Linked DNA regions of Mus musculus: all the other regions are linked to region 3. A link is a contact called in public Micro-C and capture Hi-C data. All regions are on one chromosome and are shown on one strand. The core of a region is the stretch at or near the end of the contact, and the rest is flanking DNA. Distances in the headings are between cores, read along the strand shown.

The links. Hi-C and Micro-C count contacts between places; a contact is called where the count stands out from the background. Capture Hi-C pulls out chosen DNA fragments and counts their contacts.
Region 1: a capture Hi-C map of embryonic stem cells shows a contact between it and region 3, with 4 times the contacts expected there. The contact joins the promoter of Tfdp1 here to the promoter of Arhgef7 in region 3. A contact is called at or near these places in 1 of 39 promoter capture datasets (embryonic stem cells), 1 of 484 Hi-C or Micro-C datasets (embryonic stem cells), 2 of 115 datasets of contacts at active chromatin or transcription factors (embryonic forebrain and embryonic stem cells) and 1 of 9 other capture datasets (embryonic stem cells).
Region 2: a Micro-C map of embryonic stem cells shows a contact between it and region 3, with 6 times the contacts expected there. The contact joins the promoter of Atp11a here to the promoter of Arhgef7 in region 3. A contact is called at or near these places in 4 of 39 promoter capture datasets (cranial neural crest, embryonic stem cells, hippocampal neurons and 1 more), 2 of 484 Hi-C or Micro-C datasets (both in embryonic stem cells), 2 of 115 datasets of contacts at active chromatin or transcription factors (embryonic midbrain and embryonic stem cells) and 1 of 9 other capture datasets (embryonic stem cells).

The regions. Positions count from the first base shown.
Region 1 is chr8:13,336,102-13,340,892 of GRCm38.p6, reverse strand. It overlaps Tfdp1 (transcription factor Dp 1), which reads right to left and starts at 2,142. Exons shown (of 12, transcript NM_001291765.1): 1 at 2,087-2,142; 2 at 1,154-1,228. The coding sequence starts at 1,165.
Region 2 is chr8:12,755,459-12,760,393 of GRCm38.p6, reverse strand. Atp11a (ATPase, class VI, type 11A) reads right to left here and starts at 3,378. Exons shown (of 30, transcript NM_001293667.1): 1 at 3,042-3,378. The coding sequence starts at 3,080. Gm33587 (a long non-coding RNA gene) reads left to right here and starts at 3,498. Exons shown (of 3, transcript XR_378725.3): 1 at 3,498-3,707.
Region 3 is chr8:11,726,175-11,730,600 of GRCm38.p6, reverse strand. It overlaps Arhgef7 (Rho guanine nucleotide exchange factor (GEF7)), which reads right to left and starts at 2,543. Exons shown (of 22, transcript NM_001372321.1): 1 at 2,185-2,543. The coding sequence starts at 2,349.

The sequences.
Region 1 (4,791 bases), core at 893-3,392, 1.6 Mb before region 3:
CCATGCCATGTGGCCTCACAAAGGCACGGGAGCCAGCACCCCGTTTACACCCATTCACCAAATCTAGCTACTTTGTAGGCATGCGCTGGGTGGCATGTCTCTCATTAGGGCACTCGTGGGGACGGAGTCAGGACATGGATGTACATAGACAACAGATATAACGAGATCAAGCCAGTGCCATATGTAGTTGTGACTTCAGGTGACCTACACAAGGTCTCTCAGGGTGAGACATGACCCCCCCCCCCCCCCGGCCCCCAGGAGCAGGTCCGGTGCTCGATGACCAGAAGAGGGTCTGTTCCATGCGGGCCAGTCAGGACAGGACTCCGCACCTGCACCACGGTTCCGCTACACCTGGGCACAACTCTAGCTGATGCGGCATGTCTGCCTGCATTTCCAGGGCTGCACAGAAAAGGCATGAATCTAACAGTCACAGAACAGTGGACACTGAGGAACACTGGAACGGACACGATCAGTGTTGGAGGGAGTTAAAGCAATACTGCAAAAATGTATGTATGTGACCAACAATACAGACTGTATTTACAGCCTTAAAACCTAATTGTCCATACCTGTTTCCCAAAAAAACTTCAAAACGCTCGGTAGCTTCGTGATAAATATGAAGCTAAACCAACCAGCATTTCCACGGTGTTTCATTAATCACCAAATGTCATCTTTCTGAGAAAAATGTGCCCAAACAAGTAGTTGGGATTCAATCCATCAAAGCTGGATTACGGTCTTACGTACTACATAAAACTAGTACAGTGTAAGTTCCATGTTGACAGCTCTCCTGTGTGGAAACCCACTAACAAACAACACCCTCTCACACACTCATAACTGAGAGATGTATTAATTTTTTTATTTTATTTAAGCAGTTTAGATAAAGAAAAAAAAATCAAGACATCATCATCAAACCACGAAAAAAAAAACAAAAAAGAAAAAAAAAACGTGTCACGCTTCGGATGACAAAGACCATTTGTGCAGAGGGGAGACACCCACCTAACGACTCTCGCCATCATCCCTCATCTCCATCCCAGCTCCTGCCTGTAAAATGTCTTGGCCAACCCACTGCCACACACGTATGGCCACTCTCAAATAAAGGGAGAAAACTGCAACGAGCTGTGCCAACATGTCTGCAGCATGCAGCGACCATACTTACATCTTTTGCCATGTTACCAGATCCAGGAAATCAAGGCTTTAACTGCGTACCCTCCACAGAAGAAACCGTACTTATCTGGTTAAAAAAAAAAAAAAAAGAAAGAAAGAAAGAAAAGAAAAAAAGGGAGGGGATGAATAATGAATGAGAATGAGAAGAAATTTAACGCACATCGCATTTCAAAGGAAACATCTCCCCACCAGCACGAGGCAGAGGCAGGCCTCCAGGCAGCAGGGGCCTTTCTTGCACAATCCCGACAGGAGAGCTAGCCAAGCAGGTCCCACACGGGGATTTTAAGTCACCTCTCTAAATGGAAATGCTCCCTGCGGGCACCAGCAGCTCCCACCGGCAGCGGGGCCAGACCCCGGACCCTTGGCTGAGCGACGCGCAGCCGTCAGGCTCACCCCACCTGGGCACGCGGGCCCCGCCTGACCACAGGCCCCGCCGAGGCACAAGGCCCCCCACTTGGGCACACGACACTGCGTGGCTCCGCCCGGGCCGCGGCGGGCACCCCCCACCCCGGGCTGCCCAAGACCCCGAGGGGCCGCCGACCACTCTGACAGGTGGGCTCCCGGCCGCCCGCCCGCTCGCCCCACCTGTCACTAGGCCCAGCCACCAGCCCCGCGCCCTGGCGCGGACAGAGCCGGAGGGTGGCCAGGACCCCTGCCCGCCGCCCACGCCACGCCGCGTCGAGGCCGACTCCAGCTGAGGCTGGGCGGCGGGCGGGATGCGACCGGACGCGGGAACCGGGCTGGGGCGGGAACGGGGCCGCGCGCCCAGCCTGCGCCCTCCCGCCGCGACCGGCCGGTGCCCCCGCCACACCTGGCTGGCCGGCGGGGCGCGCGGGGCGGACGACGGGGGCGCGGAGGCGCCGGCCCGGAGGTCCGGCCCTGGCGGTCCCTGCCCTGAGCCAGCGGCGCCGGGACGCGGGCTCACCCTGGGCCGAGCGTCGGGCCGGCGTGACGTGCGCGCGGCGCGGTGACGTGGGCGGCGGCGGGCCCGCTGCGCGCAGCGCGCCTGCGCGCCTTTTCGCGCCTTCGGCGCCCTCCTCCTCCTCCTCCTCCTCCCGCCGCTCATCTCCCGCGCCTCTCGCCGGTGCTACCCGCCCTGGGAGAGGGGCGGGGCCTGCGCGCGCGTGCGCGTGCGGCGGGACCCGGCTGGAGACCGCCGACGCCGAACAGCGCTGCGCGCGTCTCCATGTGCGCTCGGAGAGAGGCCACGTGTGTGCGCGCCTCTGTGTGTGTGTGTGTGTGTGTGTGTGTGTGTGTGTGTGTGTGTGTGTATGTGTGTGTGTGTGTACACCAAGGGCCAACTGTATGCATATCTGTGTGCATGCGCAGGGAGTAGAGGGCCACGTGTTTGGCTCTGTGTGTGCGCGTGTACCACGCGCGCCAACGGTGAAAAGAATGTGGTGTGTGCCATACCTGCATGCACACGTAGGGAAAGGATCATGTGTGTGCACACCTGTGGATATGCAGAGTCTGACTGTATACACGTGTGTGTACATGGAGTATCAGTCGTGTGTGCACGCCTGAACATATATACAGAAGAGAACCCTCTGTGCAAACATATGGAAACCTATGTTAATGTCTGCGCACTGAAAAAAAGCAGGCGTGTGTGTACACATGAGAAAAAAGAGGTCAGTTCTGAGAGTGCTTTAAAGTACCTGCATGTGCACACAGGGAGAAGAATCTTGTTCATTTACACAGAACAAAGTAAAGACTGTTCGGATGCATACTGAACAATACAGAGACAAGATCCCCCACCTCTGCTCAACTACTGACCTCCACAGCCACATGCCCTGAGCCTGGGCTGTCAGTGATTCAGGGCAGGAAACAGCCTGTTAATCAGGTGTGTATGCATTTGCGCCTTTCACTTCAGAAACCTTCTGCTTCATCCCAAGAGGGGTCTGGTAGACCCTGAGCCTTGAAGACTCAGTCCATCTTAGAGGCCACTTCTTTAAGACTAAAGCTGGAGAGCCTGGGAGGAGAATAGGCTGGGGCTCACAAATCAGTCCAAATGGTTCAGATAAAATGACACAACGTTTCCCAAGAATATGGGACTGAAGAGCAGGGCAAAGTTAAGTACTATCAGAAAACTGTTAATGTGAGTGACCGGATTTTATTCTGGAGGAAAGGTCAATTTGACTCCCAAACTGACAGATCTTTCTCCGTTACCTGGCTGCCTCAGTCCCATGACTCAGCCCAACAGCCCTTCTTTAGCATCTGGCCGAACTGTCCGCCAGCAGCTGTCCTGTTTGAACACTGCTCAGCGGCTTTGAGGAAGCAGCCCTGCAACCACAGCTGCTTATTGCTGAAGCAGAAGAGGCGATACCCAGGCATGAGTGTGTCAATAGCTTGCACCAGAAATACCCAAGGCATGAGTGTGTCAATAGCTTGCACCAGAAATACCCAAGGCATGAGTGTGTCAATAGCTTGCACCAGAAATACCCAAGGCATGAGTGTGTCAATAGCTTGCACTAGACTCTTTGCCATCACAAGCTCTGGTAAGCTCTAGTAGCAGTTTTCACCCAGAATTTGGGGTTGGGGGATGAGGGGTTCAGGGGGAGGGGGAGGGAAGCATCTCTACTGGCCAAGCAGAAAGACTGTGACTGGTGCAAACATCCTTCCCACACCCCATTTCTGACTATATAAACAAGCTATTTGACTCACCTTTTCAGTGAGTTGGGAGAATCTTTTGTCCAATAGAAACTTCTCTCAAGTGATGTTACACAATTTTTTTATTATTATTTCTACAAGCTAGACTGGTAGCATGAAGAAATAAAGGACAGAACGTCAGCGGAGTGGTGGCAGCGGCAAGGGGGACTCTGAAGAGTGAACAGGGCACGCACAGCAGCACACAGAGGCGATGGGACGACAGGCAGAAGAAATAGGAAGCCATTCAGAGAAGATAAAGCACGCACCAGGACTGAAGAAGGCTATGAAGAGGCACAGAAGAGTACATGGGTACCAGTCACTGGAAGAGTTCCAGGGAGGTGGCAAGTCTTGTCGGGTCAAGGTCTTACTCTAGGATTGAAAGCTAAAGCTACAGTCACGTAAGTTCCCAGCACCCCGTACCCACACAGAGCCACAGCACCGGCTGGGATTACAGTAGCTGCCAAGTGTTGTGGCTGCTGTTGGTCCAGAAGAGTCTAAGCCTCCAACTTGAGTGTCTCGAGCTGTAAGTCTCTGGCTTCTAGAGCCTGGAGCAGTAGGCCCTCTGCTCTCAGGGAATAGAGTTGTAAGCAATTGGATCTGCCAGTCCATCCCATAAACTTTGAGCGTGTAAGGCCGGGGATTGCTAGCCCTGGAGAATCTTCTCCTTGCCCAATTTTGTGTATCTGGATAAAGCCAACCGACTAGAAATATAGAGGTCAGAGCTGTACCAGTGCAGGGCTAATTAACATCTATGAAGACCTTTGAGGAGCACAGACCAAAGCCCTCACTCAGTAATATGCAACATATTATTACTGGACATCCCTATATTGCATGGCTTTACAATTAACTGCCTTTATGCTGACCACACCTACTCCCACCAATTTGGCTAAGCCCCGCCTTCTTAAGCCGCCAAGCATCTAATTAACCTTGGTTTTGCACGTCAGAATCGAACTCATGCATCGGATGGCCAGGAGTCTTCCTGTT
Region 2 (4,935 bases), core at 2,129-4,628, 1.0 Mb before region 3:
AAGTCAAGACTGTCTTTTTCTAATACAAATAAATGTAAGACTGGAGTGGTGGCCTGGTGGTTAACAGGCTGCTCTTCCAGCACGCCCGTGTGAGCTCACATGGCCTGTAACTCCAGTCCCAGGTGATCCTCTCTGACCTCTGCAGGCATCAGGCATGAACACAGCATGTTTACATATGCAAACACAGCATGTTTACATGTAGGCAAAGAAGCCATTCACATAAAACAGAATGAAAAAGAAGTCTGAATGAGCTGAATAGGGAGGTGCTGCCTGCTATTCAGCCACTGTTGAAGGTGAAGCGGGAAGACCACACACTTAAGACCCACCTGGATACAAATAGAGTTCAAGGCCAGCCTGAGCAACTTAGGAAGAGCCTGTCTCAAAGCAGGAACTCAAAGGACCTAGGGATATAATTCAGAGGTAGACCACTTGCTGAGCATGCACGAAGTCCTAGGTTCAATCGCAAGTTGTCACCAAGAAAGAAAGAAGGTAAAGTGGGGGAAGCCTCAGGCTTAGACAATGTGTGCTGCCTGCAAAGCAAATTTTAGAAGGCAGAGGCTCTGACAAGCCATAAAACCTAATAAATGAAATCCAGGCCCCATCACAGAAACACGTCACTCAGACATGACAAAACGAAGCTCTTGACCTACAGGGACTTGAGGGGAAATCAAATCCCTTCAGCATGAGCCAGGAGGCAAAAGGGAAAGGGCCTCCCTCCATGAGGAGCCTGGCCTGGGAAGCTGCCTCTAAGAAAGCTCTGCAACTGCTCCTGCTTGGCTGGCAGCAGTGCCCCGTGCCTCGCTTTCCGCTATTTTATCTTTCCCAAGTATACAAACCATACCCACCACCAATTCATTCCCCTACTCTCCCAGGAAAGCCCTGTGGGGAACCAACTAACTTCCACCCCTTTTTAACAGGGCTTTGGGTCAGGTAGCCAATGCATTTAATCCCAGCACTGGGAAGTCAGAGGCACACAGATCTCTGTGAGATCAGGACTAGCCTAGACTACATAGTGAGATCCAGACCAACCAATCACACTTAGGGAGATTCTCTCAAAAAAGTAAAAGTTTTGAAGGGTTCCAGAACTCCACCCCTACCCCCTAGGGAACCTTGGCATTAGGTGCTGGTAAACTTGTTGAGCCTCTCCGGGGAACCAGGCCCCATCCTTACCCCTTTTCTAGACTAAGACACTCAATCTTCACAAGAACTGCAAGGCACAGTGACAAGGACACTGCAGCAGGACAACCCTAGGAGCCAGGCCCACCAGGTCCACGGCTGCAAAGGCCTCCTCTAGCCTCTGCCGGGAGGCTCCGCAGCTGGTCCTCCGAGAGGGTCGGGTCGCTGACTTGAGCCACACTCCTCACTTTACATATCTAAGAGGAAGTGTCACTGGCTCTATATGTGCTCCTTAAAATGCCTAAGATGCATGATATGACTTAGACTATATCTGGAACATCGGCTACTACAAGAGCGCATGAGCTGTTCACACAGCTATGTGACCAACGTGTAGCATGGGGCGGACTGGCCTCAAAGACAGAGTTCTCTCTTTCATTTACCTGCCTGTATTCGCTGCCGAGAACTGACCCAGGACAAAATACCTATGACAGTGTTCTTGTCCAAGGGCTGATGACTCCTTCTTTAGCAACCTATGGCCTTAGAGGGAGCTGTGGTGCTTTTATTGCTCTCAGGAATTCTGACTGTGTGAAAGGCAGCAGGCTACAGAGGAGAGGCTCATTTCTGTAGAATGAGTCGAATAAACCAGGAGATAAGAATATCCAATCTCTTTTTCTCTTCTTATAAAAGAAAATATAATTTAACCTCACATCTTGGAAGATAAATACATAATAAGAAAACAAGCCATAACTGTTTCGGGGAAAAGTCAAATTAATTTCATGGCTTAGACTCGAGTTTAAGGCCTGTGGCAGAGCAGTCAAAAATGAGATGAGCAGAAGGAATAACATTCCATAACTTACATTCCAGATGCATTATCAAATAATTAAGAGTGGCAAAGTTCGTTAAGGAATATCTGCAGCCTAGATTTGAGAGAAAATACCACTTCGAAAGTAGAATAGCACAGCAAAAAGAAACTAACTTGAAATTTTACCTAGATAAGGAAATATAAAATAGCTGAAGGCTTGCCTAAGGGCACTGTGGAAGTAAAAGACAGCACCAGGGACGGAAAATTCGTCCTGTGGCCCTGGGAAGCTGGCAGGTGACTGTCTACAGGGACCAAGAAGACCACCCCTCCTCCTTTCGCTTCCCACGGGGGTGGGGTGGGGTGGGGTGGGGTGGGGAGGGCTGCAGTTTCCTAGTCTCATTCTTTGCTTACTGGAAGGCCAAAATTGGATGGAAATTAACCAGAAAAGCAAGAAGAAAAACCCGGGTAAATTCCCCTTCAGAAAAACCCACATCCAAGGACAAGTGTCACTCAGAGAAGCTAGAGAGAGCCGGCTCTGGTCCCCTCCGTACCCAGCCCGCACTGGGCAAGGCACGCGCTCCTCAAACCTGTGACCACCCCGCGCCAGCTGCCGTACAATAGGTCCTTGTGTCCAGCTTAGGGAAGACAAGCTGTCCCGGGGCAGATTCTCTCTTTTCTGTACACACACCCACTTTGCTCCATCCCGGCTGATGGATGCCACCTACCTCCCTGGTCTCCCCTGGTGAGGCACTCCGTCACTAACCGCGCAGCAGCATCCAAGGGAGCCGGGAACTACGCACTCGGACCTGGCTGACTACTTTCAGAGATGGCAAACTTCACTTCTGACTCCCCTGTGGAGGCTCCCCGCTTCCCCGCAGCCCCGTACATATGTCCCAGCCGGTCCCGGTCCCCGCGTCGGCCCGCCCCGCTGGGGCTGAGCGCAACCCCCATAAGGATGGATGTCCCTCGACCCCGGGATCGACCCGGCTGCAACTGCCTTCCGGGTGGGCCTGGCCGAGCGCAGGTGGAGCGCGGCGGGGACCCGACGGCGGGACGTTCCGGGCCTGAACCCTGACCCAGACCCGGACCCCGGACCCCGGACCCATCACAGAGAGCCACTCACGTATCTGCGCACGAGCGTCCTCAATAGACTGCAGTCCATGGTTATCGCTCCCGGCTCCGCGAGCCCCTGGGCTGCGGGCGCTAGCGCAGCCGCCCCCCGCCCGGTCACGGCCTGGGCGGCGCGGGGGGCGGCCGCGGCCCCTCCGCGCTCATGCCCCGCCGGCGGCGGCCAAGGGTCTCGGCCCGCGCGCAGGCGGCTCGGAGGAGGCGGCCTGCGCCCGGCGCTACTCCCGTCGGGCCGACGCGGCCTGCGCTCGATGCTCCGCGCCTGCTCCTCCCGCGGCCGCCGCGCCTCTGGAGCCGGCTCTGCCCCGCTGCGCCCCGCGCGTCACGGGCGCGTGTGAGCATGCGCGCGCCGCAGCCCCCGCCCCGGCCCCGCGCGCGCCGCGACTCCCTAGCGCGTCGCCGCCGCCCTGTTGCTTCCGCCTCCCTGCGGGACTGGGGGAGGGGGGGCGGGGGGGGCTGTCATCGCCCCCGCGTGGCTCGTCGGGTGCTGATCCACCCCTTCTCCACCCCCGCCCCGTTCACTCCTCTTCTAAAACGGAAGCCTGGCTGTGAGCCCAGGACTCCATGGCGAGTGCCATGGGCCTGGGTCCCTAGGCCTGCGGGGGGGGGGGGGGGGTCACACCTCCTGCCGTGGCGTGGACAGAAGACACAGGATCCTCAGGTGGCTACAGGGAGCGAACATTACCACCCCTTTTGGGACTGACTCCCTTGGAGACCAAACCAAACACGTCCTGATCCAGCTCTCATGACTCACTACTCTCTACCTCTACCTACTCCTGGGGCCCAGTCTCTGTCCTGCCTTCCAGAAACCAGGCCTCAGGGAAGACCCTCCACAGTCCTGGGTTTTACCTTGTGGTCCAGCCCCCTGTCAAATGCTTCCTGCTTCTACCTTACAACTGTATCACCATGGCTAGCACCCAGGGAAGGTGGTTCTTTGCTGCCTAGGTGTGAAGTGGCACATGGCTGAACAACCTTCCTTACCTCCAGCCCAGCCGTAATCTAGCTAATGTTTACTGGTTCCACATCCCTTGCTTTTGCTTCTGATAACGGTAGAACCAGAGACGAGGGATCTGCAGTGGCCGATCAGGAGCACCAGACCTGAGGATTAGGAATGTATTTGAGAGCGTTCTGACAGGGTGTGGAGGAGATCTGACTTTGCTATGGTTTGGATTAGACACTGGTGGCAATGGTGCCAGTGACTAAACTGATCTCCTGAGCCACCACCGCCTTCTACCCTGTTTTCTACCTAAGTTCTACACCAGTGCTCACCACGGAGCACCAGCTACAGACACCCAGCCAGCCTCAGGGCAAAGGGTTTTCTCTCCGGGCTTCCTGGACTTGCTGTGAGCCTGGTGGAGTTGGCAGTCAGCGCTCATTGGTACTCCTAGCTGTGGTGTGGACTCTTGAGGACAGCAGGCCTCTATGTCTAGGGACTAGCTGCTGGCCTCAGTGGGCCTGACTGGGCTGTTCATGTGTCTCTGATGCTCTATCTCTTTCCTACCATGACTGCTGGGCCAAATTGTAGGCTATTGGCCAATTACAATTGCAGTGGGTATTCCTGGCACAGATGTGCCTCAGGATAAAGCCTTCCTATCTATCCTTAGAGAATGTTCTACTTGGAGGAATGTTTCATTTCCTTCCTTCCTTTCTTTTTTCTTGTTTGGATTTTTGAGACCGAATCTTCATTCTAGGCTGGTCTCAAACTCTATACAAACATCCTGCCTCAGCCTCTGAAGTGTTGGAACACAGGAGTGAGCCCTGGTGTCTAGCTTATTCTTCATACAGAGCAAAGCACTTCCCTGGTGGTGCAACAGGAGTGAGTGACTTCATCCTCTGAGCCTTCACCCTTTGTGGGGCTCAGGACTCTCTGGCTCCCTCCAGCTGACACC
Region 3 (4,426 bases), core at 1,294-3,793:
GCTGGAGCTCAAGGAATGTCCCGTCCCCGCTAGCCAACCCAGTTGTGAAACACAACAGGACGTGCTCTTAATAAAAGACACATGGGAAGCCTTCCTTCGGCACTCATTCCCAGGCCTGGACTCCATTTTAAACTCATGAACTTGAGAAAGGGAAGTCCTACGCTGCTCACAACCCTCCAGTGTCAGCATGCCCACGTAGCAATGGGTCCAGCTAAGACCCTTCACGTGCCGCACATAAGTTCAGCTCTGTTTCCAGGCATTTCCTTTTTAAGGAGAGAGGGTCTCCCTCTGGCATTCCAGCACGGAAGCAAAAGCTGCCCCACACATGTGCTTCAAGACAAATGTGATTCCATGCAGGCATTCATTGCCAAGTGCGGATGACTTCATGGCAGATGCAAACTCGTGGAATCCAGAATTTCAGACAGTGGCTGATGGTTTACTCCCCACAAATACCCCTCACTCAAGAGCCAGGGACTATCTGTACAGGGTCATCAGCCTTCAAAAAGAGAGTTAAAACAACACCGACCCAAGAGATTTCCACTCGACTGTAGTTTCAGAATGTTTGAGACCAATCTAGCTGCCAGAGGCTAGCCCTTTTTATTCATCTCTCTCTGTGTTGTGTCAGAGATGAAAGAGGCGCTGCAACTTCCTCACGGGATCTTTCTAGAATTTAAAATAGAATATGAATTTTTGAAGTTTGCCTGACCACATCAACGCTGCAAACATGTCACGTGACGTGTTCATGGATGGGAACATGTCCATTGACATAGCACAGGAATCTTTTTACAGCTTTGCCTCAGAAACAGAACAGGGTTATCTTTAAGAACCTTAGCATGTGTCTCACTCAGACGTCTGTCTTTTATTATCACCAATGGCCAGGGGACAGCCGGGTTTTCTCAGTGTCTGGCAAGTCACACCCTGCTCTCTTCAGTCGTTGCATCTTAAAATTGTAACTTTATTGATCTGCCCCACTTATAAACAGTGTTTCCCACATCAGTTAGTCCTTCTAAGATGCATGTCGTTTTCAATACAATGTTCAAGAAAACACCTAAAACCTGTGGTACGCATGTGGAACTCATGGTAAATGTTTTCTGACACTGCAGCATGCCAATTTATGAATACAATTAGAATTTCTGCTTTTTCAGGTCACTTAATATGCATTAACAGAGTGTCCTGCCTAGGGCCTGTCTGTGTGTATGTGCATGTGTGTGTGTGTGTGTGTGTGTGTGTGTGTGTACTCCATTAAGAAGTGTTACTTCTTCCTAATTATGGGACACTTCCATTTCTGTACTTAACACCTTTTAAATTACTAAGGATCTTAAGTTTTCTTGTAAACTGTGTATTGGCATAATCTTGAACACAGGACTTTATTATTTTTTGACCTATAAAACATGGTTGTTCTTAGAAGTGCTCCCAACCCCTGACCCGGCCCGCTCTGTGAGCTTACAAACGAAAACAAACTTTGGTCACCCAGAGCGGTGGTCAAGGTTCACACTGCAGAGCCAGGGAGCCAGCAGCCAGCAGCAGCAGGCAGACAGCTCCAAATCTAGCAGGCAGTGAGGATAAAAATTCTGACCCATCCCCAAAGAAATCGGGCTTCAGCACCCTGTGTGCGCTGTTCTGCAGGCTTGGCTGAGTGAAGAATCCCTTGATGGGGAAGGCAGTAAGTCATTTCACAGCTCGGCCCTCCCTTGGCTTTTGATGCATCCTTTAAACATGCCCAGCCACCGGTCCATTCAACGCAAGAGTCAGACTGCAAAGGCAGCGACGAAACCGTTCAAACAAAGCCATCGCAGAAAGCTGCGCGGCACAGAGACGAGGTTTTCCGATCGGTGTCGGCGAGGGGCGAAGCCGACCTCCCAACTTCACGTTAGGGTGGAGCAGAACCCCACCGCCGCCGGCACAGCCAACTCTCCTTCTCGTGACCCCGAGCCGGCCCCGAGCGTCACCGCGGCCCCCTCCGCTGTCTGTGCTCTCAGGGCGGGTCCCCTTCCCGGCGCCCCGCACACAATGGCGCCCCGAACTCCCGCCGCCGGTCCCCGCGCCTTGCGCGCCGCCGGGTCCGCGCACAAAGGAGGGCGCGCGGGCCCCGAGCCGGCGCGCGCCAGGTGCTCCCGCGCGCCCCGCCGCCCGCCGCCCGCCCGGGCCGGGGACCCACCCGAAGACCGTGCCATGGCCACTTACTTTCTCGATGGTCCCGGGCAGCAGGCGCTCCAGCAGCCGGCATAGGACCACCCCGTCCTTGAGCGACGCCTGCAAGAAGACCTCAGGGTCCGAGATGGTTTTCTTGGGCGACTCCAGCACGCCCAGGGTGATGAGCCACGTAACGGTCTGCTCGGCAGAATTCATCGCTGCGGCGGCTCGGGCTGCGCGCACAGAGGGGGCGCCGCGCGCGATCACCTCGGAGCGGCCCGGGCCGCGGCCACCCGCGCCCCCGCCGCCTCCGCGCCCATGGGCGGCCGCGCGCCGGCGATTGGCCCGGCCGGCCCAGCAGGTCCCGCTCCGCTCCGCGGGCTCGCGCGCGCCCTGGCCCGCTGTCAAGTGCCTTTTCATTAGCGGCGCAGGAACCTGCGGGCGCCCGGCACCGCCCCCGCCGCCGCCCCCCGGCCGCGGCCGCCGTCGCCCGATGACATCACCGGAGAAGAAAGACGCGGCGGCCGCCCGCGCGCACCCCGCGCCAGCCCCGGCGCACGACAGCTGGCGCGCCCCCCGCTCACCTGCGCCGCCCGCGCGCCCCGGGGCTGCGCGCCTTTGTGGGTAGGGCGGCGCGCGATTAGTAAGCGCTTCCCAGAATGCTCTCTTGAGCTAGCCCGCCGACTGCGGGGCGCGGGCGTCTCTTCGCCACCTCGCCAGCCGGCGGGGATGGCACGCACATGCTCGTTAGATCTGTGACCAGATGGGTCTCACTCGGGCAGGAACGAGCGTCGGGAACGCGGGCGCGATGCTAAGCGGCTGGCTGCAAGGCCACTGGAGGCGGGGGGCGGGAGCGGAGATGGGGGGCGGCGGGCGCGGACGACCTTAGTAGCCAGAAGCCTTGCATGACTCCTTGTGAAATTGACGGTGACGTGTCCAGCGATCAAGAGCACATCGCAACCTCGGGTGGGTGTCCGCTGGAAAGCGTGCTGTCCACGCTTAGGCCCAGAACTTGGGCGTCCTCTTCCAGCGCAAAGGATGTGTGACAGGAGCCTTGGGGGAAGGGGGGAGTAGGTGAGGGCTCACCGTCAATCGACACATATTTCCACTTACTCCCGCCACTGGTCCTATGCTTTCCCTGCTGGCTGGCACTCCTCGACAGTTTAAAATAAAGCTTGCAGTGTCCCAGGAGACCTTTCCCCTGGGCCAGGCACGCACGTTCATCCAGTAACTGCTCAAGGCTAGAAGCCATGCGATGCTGTCAATTAAAAACAAAAAACAAAAACAAAACAAAAAAATGATCACAGGTTCGACTCTCTTCTCTGCATTCTCCAGGTGCTTCCATCACCACCATCGATTGCGTTTAATAGCATCTTCTGGCTAAATGACTACATTTCTGTTCCAGACACAAACAAAGCATTAAAATAGTGTGAAGTTTGTTGAGGGCCAGCTTCTCTGTGGTGGCAGCTGCCTTCAGAGCAGCGCTAGCCAGCCCTAACCAACCACTGCTGCAATTACGGTGTCTTTACCACCGACAGACCCAAGCCTCACTTTTTGTCCATTTTCCTGGTTACATATGAGAGGTACCCTGCCCTAGGAGCCCCACATCAGCCAGTTTCCCATCTTGCTTCCCTGTGGAGGTCCAGAGAGTGGCAATGCAAAACTGATCACCGACGCCCGAGTCTATCGACCAAAGCTGCTCAACCCGGAAGAAGCTTTCCCTAGTGCTGAATTGAAAAATTTACTCGTTACTATTTTTAAATCCTGTTAGACTAGGTCTGGCCTTATCACGCAGTACACAAAGATAGCTACATATATTGACTGTCAAGTGGCCCTAAGGAAGCCAGGCAGAGGCCGACTTAATAGACAGAGGAAGTTGGGAACCAACGGTCAGACTGGACCATTGACTACACCCGTTCATTCTGGAAAAAAAGCCCCTGAGCTGCTAAATGATAACCTTACAGATCACCTTCTTTTAACCCCAGTACACGCTAATTTCGAATCATTATTTGGAGGAGATCCTAGAAAGTAGCCCTGCTCACAACTGTGTCATTGAGGAGCTTCGCTGAGCACTTCTGGTGTCCAAGGTGAACCCTTGGTCAAATTTCCTTGGCATTTTCTAAATCCCTGCTACAAGACTGAGGAGAGGAAATGCCCTTCTCCCCATGGGTAGAGAAACACCAACTGGAATGTCAGAAGCCCTCACTCCAGCCTGAGCCTCCTGGAGAAGTGGATTAGCCATCTTCCCTACATACCTGAGCCAGTACCCTGTGATGGATCTCTCCTTAAACAA